2 separate regions of the Drosophila melanogaster genome follow, and region 1 is linked to region 2. A link is a contact called in public HiChIP or PLAC-seq data. All regions are on one chromosome and are shown on one strand. The core of a region is the stretch at or near the end of the contact, and the rest is flanking DNA. Distances in the headings are between cores, read along the strand shown. Region 1 has its middle 4.6 kb from the start of lncRNA:CR44997. Region 2 has its middle 28 kb from the start of CG17601.

Region 1 (3,163 bases), core at 160-2,659, 77 kb after region 2:
TGCCGACCCCAAAGATCCGAGTTCTAAGCTGTGAGCGGATTATCAAAGCAAACAAACAGGATTGGAGCGGTTGAAGAGGGACCGAAAAACGCGAAATTCGGCGAAAACGCGACAGGAAAACAGGTATCAAAGCCGATCCCTTCCCGGAAGTTGACATTTTGTGATCGAATTGCAAAATAAATGAAACATAAATGAAATGAAAACGAAACTACAGTCCGTATAGCTTTTTAACGAGAATCGTATATATAAATAGACAGCTTCTGTAAAGCTAAATCAATTAATTGTAGTAGTAGTCGTAGAGTAAAAGGGTATACTATATAACAGACAGAAGGCTTGGTCAGGATCAATAGCCGAGTCGATCTAGCCATGTCCGTCTGTCCGTATGAACGTTTCGATCTCAGGAATGTTAAGACTTAGCTTGCAGCTTCTAGACACATAGCCGCAGCGCAAGCCACGCCCACAATTTTGCAAAATATTTTTATATTCTTTCATATTTTTATTAGTCTCCTCAATTTCAATCGATTTGCCAAAAAAATTATTGCCACGCCCACTCTAACGCCCACAAACCTCCGAAAACTGCCACACCCATACAATTTGAAACAAGAGTTTTCTCATTTTGTTCAACAATATCTTTCGTTATTCCAGAATCTTTTAAGCTTGAGATTAGGAAAGGGCTATTAAATAAATATCGAATTGTTTGTGCAGGCGCACCCGTTTTCGTGCACGCGCTTAATGGCGAGAGAAGTTTTATAATATTATATATACATATATATATATATATATATATCATCAGCATAGCATTTGTCGCTAATGAAATGATGATATCAGAAAAGGGCCCCTTCCAAAACAAACGTTCCAGAGAACAAAAGCCAAGGACAAGGTTATTTGCGGATGGCAAGTCATCGAAGGACCTTCTAATAGCGGGACATACATCAAAACAAATTATGGCGCAACCGTCATCAATCAGGGTGGTTAACAGGGCTCTTAACGCCATTTAACAGGTTGGAATTGGATCGAGCAATCGGAATTATCACATCGTTTTTCCAGCCGAACGAAAGGGCGGACGGGCAGCCATCTGAGAGAGTGTGCCGGCACTAAAGTCTAATTAGGTTTTCATGCGTCCTTCGTTCTGCTGTGGAGAATGAATGAATGGTCAGCTTGATTAATTTCAGGCAGCTAGACAAGCATTAATAATCCGGTTAAAGTGTGGCCAACACACATGCTCTCTCACACGAATGTAAACACACTTAAGTACCGCTTGTGGCAACACCAGCAAATAAATATAACGAACACAGCAGTAAACACAAACTAAGTATAAAAGTCAAAACAAAGCCGCAAACTGTTGGCATCACACACTGAAAGAGACGGGTAGAGGCGCCTAGAGCGAGAACACAGCTGTCCCCTGTGCACAGGGGAAAAAGATAGAGACATTTCGTGTTGAGTCTTTCCGCCAGCGCCCAAAAGTATGCAGCCTTTTCCAGCTCAAATTTAAACGAAGCTGGAAAATAGGCAAATTTCGTTCAATATTCTGAACTATTCGAATTTTTGCCGATGTAGTTCGCGAAAAATGCGTTGATCGCACGCACGCGCAACTCCAACCCCATACATTCTACTTACATTACTTACTTACACAAAAATAAGAATGTATTTTGCGATGAAGTTACAGCCCATTTAATAAGCTGTCATCGCCCATATATTATATTGTCAAGAAAGCGGAAATACCTTTGTGAACGGTAATGGTTCCAAAGAAGGAAGAGTGTATTTTCAAACAAATATATTTTAAGGTCACAGTTATTAAAGACCGAAAAAGCAATTCATTAAACAAATTTGTTTCGACTTAGTCCCCCGACAATGGGAAAGGGAGCACGCAATAAAAGAGCAATTGGTCTAGTCCGCCGTTCTTGTCTGCATGATATACTAATAATAAGCGAGTTTTTCACGCCCATTCAACACCACCGCCTCCCCGTGTTTTTTTTTTTAAAGGGAAATTGTTGGTGCGGCAGTGTGTGAGGTCAGGTTCATAAGTAAGTCAATAAGTCACTTGGTTAATGACAACAACTGACAGCAACAGCATCTGTAGCATTTATTAGCTGAGTTCGGGAAATTCTCTCGTTTCATCTGCCTCGTTTTTCCGCTGAATTTTCTCTCAGGCTGCAAAGCTAGCAACATTTCGTTGGCAACATCTTCCACATTGCGTTTGAAAATAAATGTTGACCATTTTAAGATTTAAATGTTTTCTAATATATGTAAAATATGAACTATACTTTTGTTGAAAACATAATAAAGATGATTTTCTTGTTGGCGATTTTCTATGTATTTGAAATACTTATATTTTTTTCCCTTAACTCGATCTAATGTTCCTTATTAATTTACACCGACTTCAATTCCAATGACTAATTAAATATCCAAAATGCTATCACATTTCCCAGAACAAATTTAAATAAATTAAATAATACAAACAATTTGTTATTTTTTACATCTTTGTAATTACGCTTGTATGCGCACTGTTTTCTTAGTATAATAATAAACAAGAGAAAAGAAATTTAAAAATTTTTCTAAAGTGTAAGCGTGACCGTTTTGGGCGTTATATAGGTTTAAGGAGGGGCGTGGCCCCTCAAAATTCTAACTTTTAGAGTTCCTAAGATCGAGACGCTCATACGGCCAGATTGACTCGGCTATTGATCCTGATCAAGAATATATGTATACATTATACGCTTCATTTTACCTGTTACATCCTTTTCAACGAATCTAGCATACCCTTTAACTCTACGAGCAACGGGTATAAAAACATACCTAATTCTCTTGAATACGTGTTATTTGGGCGGCCTCGAGTTCAAACTCAAAGGACATTCCGAGGGTATTTTCTCTCGCTGAATCTCTCAGCACTGGCAGCTGAGTCTGCTTCTTGGGAAATTATTCCTCTAAAGTTTTCCATTTCAGGCAGACACTTGCTTGGAATTACCTGAGCATTATGCGAAAGTGCCGGCTAACTGGATTATCCTTGGCTTTGGTCACTTAAGGGGTGGAGCTTTGGTGGCCATGGTTTTTTTTTTTTTAACTTTTTTCCTGCTCGTAGTTTTCAATGGGAAAATGCGCCGCAGTCAATTTGATGAATTTTTCACAATTTCCATCTTAACGTCAAATTGGCCAGCCTTTCCTTTTG
Region 2 (3,199 bases), core at 407-2,906:
GGTAAATGCTGAGCCTCTATTAATTACAATGCGTGCTGGAAAGCCAAAAATACTTGACCAGTCGTTCAGCCGCTTTATTACTTCTTTATGACCTGTTGATTTGGTTGGGTATAGCCAAACAAATTTGGAAAACCCATCCACAGCTGACAGAATGTACTTGTACTGTTTAGATGACGCATCCATGGGTCCAAGATGATCAATATGTAAAGTTTGTAGTGGCGTATCTCCTTTGTCAATGCAATTTAAAAAACCTTCCTGCTTTCCAAGATTTTTGTATCCTGTATTATTTCTTGTTCCATTCTCTTTGGCACCACTAACAAGTCATTGACATTGTCCATCTTGTATAGAAGATCGCCTTTTACCTTAAAGTACTGCCGCTCTTTTAGAATTTCCCAGACAGCTTTTATGTAATCGTCGACCTGCTGGGCCTTATTAATACATGCAGTAATTGCATCTGTAGTAACCCTTATACACTGTGGAAAGCGACTGCCTTCAACATGCTTCATATTTCTGCGGCACGGTGTTCTACTGTAAAAGTGAAGTCTTGCATGTTCATTATCCACGGTCCAACCTCTCTTGGTACGTCTTGTTTGGTAAGTAGCCTGCTTGAAAGCGAAACAATCTGTAATCAGCTTAAACCGTGTTCCAAGTGGCGAAACTTCTTCATAGCTAAATATGCTGCTTTGACTTCTATGTAATAGCTATGACGCTTTGATTCGGCTTCGGAGGTCTTCCTGCTTCAATAATAGACCGGATGAAAACTGTCGTCCACCATCTGCAGCAACACAGCTCCAAATCCATCCATTGAAGCGTCAGTGTGTAGTTCTGTCCCTGCATCTCCTGTGTAAATTTGCAGTATGAGACTGTTTGTGAGTCGTTCTTTTAATTGCTGTATAGCTTGATGTTCCACGTCCCCAATGTCGAAAAGAGCACCTTTTTCATGTATAACTGCATCACGTCGGCATTGATCAACTCTTGAAAAATATGGTGAAAAAACCATAAAACGAAGCTGGAGAGTGATATATATACATATATATAGATCTCGAATACTGTCAGTTTTATTGTTTTATTTGGGCAGTTACTTGAATTATGTACATCTTCGTTGCAATCAAAACATTTTCTAACCGCTGCGCAATCCTTCTGTTTATACTTCGCTGAGCCACAATTAAAACAATGATAGTATTTCCCTTTTTCGATCGCACGTTTAGGATTTTGTTCTGGCTTTTTATCATCAATATTCAGTCACTCATTAATTTCAAGCTCTTCTCTCAGTTCTTTGTATGATTTTTTGCTTTTCTGCTAGTTCGTTTTGCATTCGCATTTTTTGCCCACTTTCTGATGGGCAAAGATTTTCTATAACATTAACCAATTATTTTATCAAAATTGGCAACATTAATTTGTACTTTTGATTTCTCTCTGTTCTTCAACGTGTAATTTCAATGTCAATAACTGCAGCATCTGATCAACGTTAAATTCCACTGAATTGTCCACATTTTCTGTTTCACAGTAGACTGTGAAAAAATCGCTCTTCTCTGCCTTCCTGCCTTCACCGATCCGTTCCGAACTGCCTTCTTTCTCTCCTGCCACTCAATCCAGGGCTGGCAACTCCTCTCTTGAGCCAGGGCTGGCAACTCCTCTGAAGTGCCAGAGCTAGGCACTCTTTTGATATCTTGCGTTTTACATTTACATATGTATGTGTAAGAAGCCGCGCCGAAATGCTTCACTGTAGGGGAGATCGAGCTGTCTTAGTCGTTTGGAGCGACACCAACGTGTTGATAATGGGTGATGTCCGCAAAAATCCGTCGTGCATCCTAGGTCGGTTGGGTGCGCAATGTCATAACATCTGCGACCACGAGAACTTTAAGATTTTGTCGTTTATGTACATTTAATTTGTTTGTTTGCCTTTCTTTGTTTGTCTGCTTCTTAGAGATCATAGGTACGTACATATGTAGAGACAAGAGACGTCGATTGTTATCGATGCTTTCGTTGCTAGCTGTGTGGCGCAAGGAAAACTCCTCCCTGAAAAAATCCTGAGCTACCGCCACTGCCAATTTTTGAACATAGTTCGATTGGCACTTCAAATACGAGCTTAACGAGGCATAACATTCCACATGTGGGCCATTATTTCGAATGTTGCCTTTGCAAACATAAAATCTTCTAACTCCTTCCTTTCTAAGTTTAAGTATTAGGACTTGGTCTAAGTTTAAAGAAGCTCGAATTTGGGAGCTTGTAATGGTGGAAATTGGAAGAAACTAATGGATAGTTTGGGGAGATGTACATATGTACATATGTTGTCAGCCTGGCTGAAAGAGTCATCGGCTTGACTTTTACGTTTCACTATAGAAACCTTTTTGTGGCCAAAATCAATAACTTCAAAACGGAGAAATATATTTAGTTTGTGTTTATACACGCTTGTAGGGTAAAAGGGTATACTAAATTCGTTGAAAAGTATGTAACAGACAGAAGGAAGCGTTTCCGACCATATAAATTATATATATTCTTGATCAGGATCAATAGCCGAGTCAATTTGGCTCTGTGTGTCTGTCCGTATGATCGTCGAGATCTTAGGAACTATAAAAGCTAGAAGGTTGAGTTCCAGCATACAGATTCTAGAGACAAAGTAGCTGATATCATCAGCCATCTTACCGCAAGGTTATAAATTTTGGTTAAGGTTTTAGACAATATTTATTTGTGTAAGTATAAAAATTATAATATAATTATATAATATATATATATAATATAATATCTAATAATATATATATATAATATATAATATAATATCTCCAAATATCGACTAATGATTAAAAACTAGATCTCTTAGGATAACCCTACGTTCTTCAGCAAAGCTTAGCTCTTCTCCCGAAAGCTCCGATACTCTGACATAAGCAATATGTAAGTGACTCCAGTTAACTTATATTGTGACCTATTTGGGTGTTCAAAGAACTGTAAACACTTATGCACTTAAGTGATTTCCACAATGTATTCCATCTGCGTAGCATCCGTTTTTAATAAACAATTCTTTGGCAGCGGCACTTAGCCGTTCTTGTCAACATCCTAAAGCCCGACATAAACAGATTTGACTGCTCTCTTTGCTCTCTCTTTTCCTAATCTTAAGAATCAATGAGCAATGCTCTCCCGAAATACAAATATTGTTAAAACACTGCAGCTTCTCCCCAATCCAATTTACATTTGATTTTTA

The links. HiChIP or PLAC-seq counts read pairs in DNA pulled down with a chosen protein or histone mark.
Region 1: a contact with region 2 is called in a CP190 HiChIP or PLAC-seq map of the Kc167 cell line, with 2.9 times the contacts expected there. The contact joins two enhancer-like sites. A contact is called at or near these places in 52 of 107 Hi-C or Micro-C datasets (the Clone 8 cell line, the D17-c3 cell line, the Kc167 cell line and 19 more) and 2 of 6 datasets of contacts at active chromatin or transcription factors (both in the Kc167 cell line).

Annotation. Positions count from the first base shown.
Region 1 is chrX:22,651,177-22,654,339 of dm6, forward strand. No RefSeq gene overlaps it. Among named protein-coding and RNA genes, the nearest start is that of lncRNA:CR44997, 4.6 kb to the right of the region's middle. Within about 2 kb of position 1,410, at least 30 of the 39 cell types and tissues checked have an H3K27ac peak or open chromatin away from gene starts, as enhancers often do. A contact at or near this core is called in the Kc167 cell line, cellular blastoderm embryo, embryo and 6 more, where this site is marked.
Region 2 is chrX:22,573,650-22,576,848 of dm6, forward strand. No RefSeq gene overlaps it. Among named protein-coding and RNA genes, the nearest start is that of CG17601, 28 kb to the left of the region's middle. Within about 2 kb of position 1,657, at least 19 of the 39 cell types and tissues checked have an H3K27ac peak or open chromatin away from gene starts, as enhancers often do. A contact at or near this core is called in the Kc167 cell line, cellular blastoderm embryo, embryo and 6 more, where this site is marked.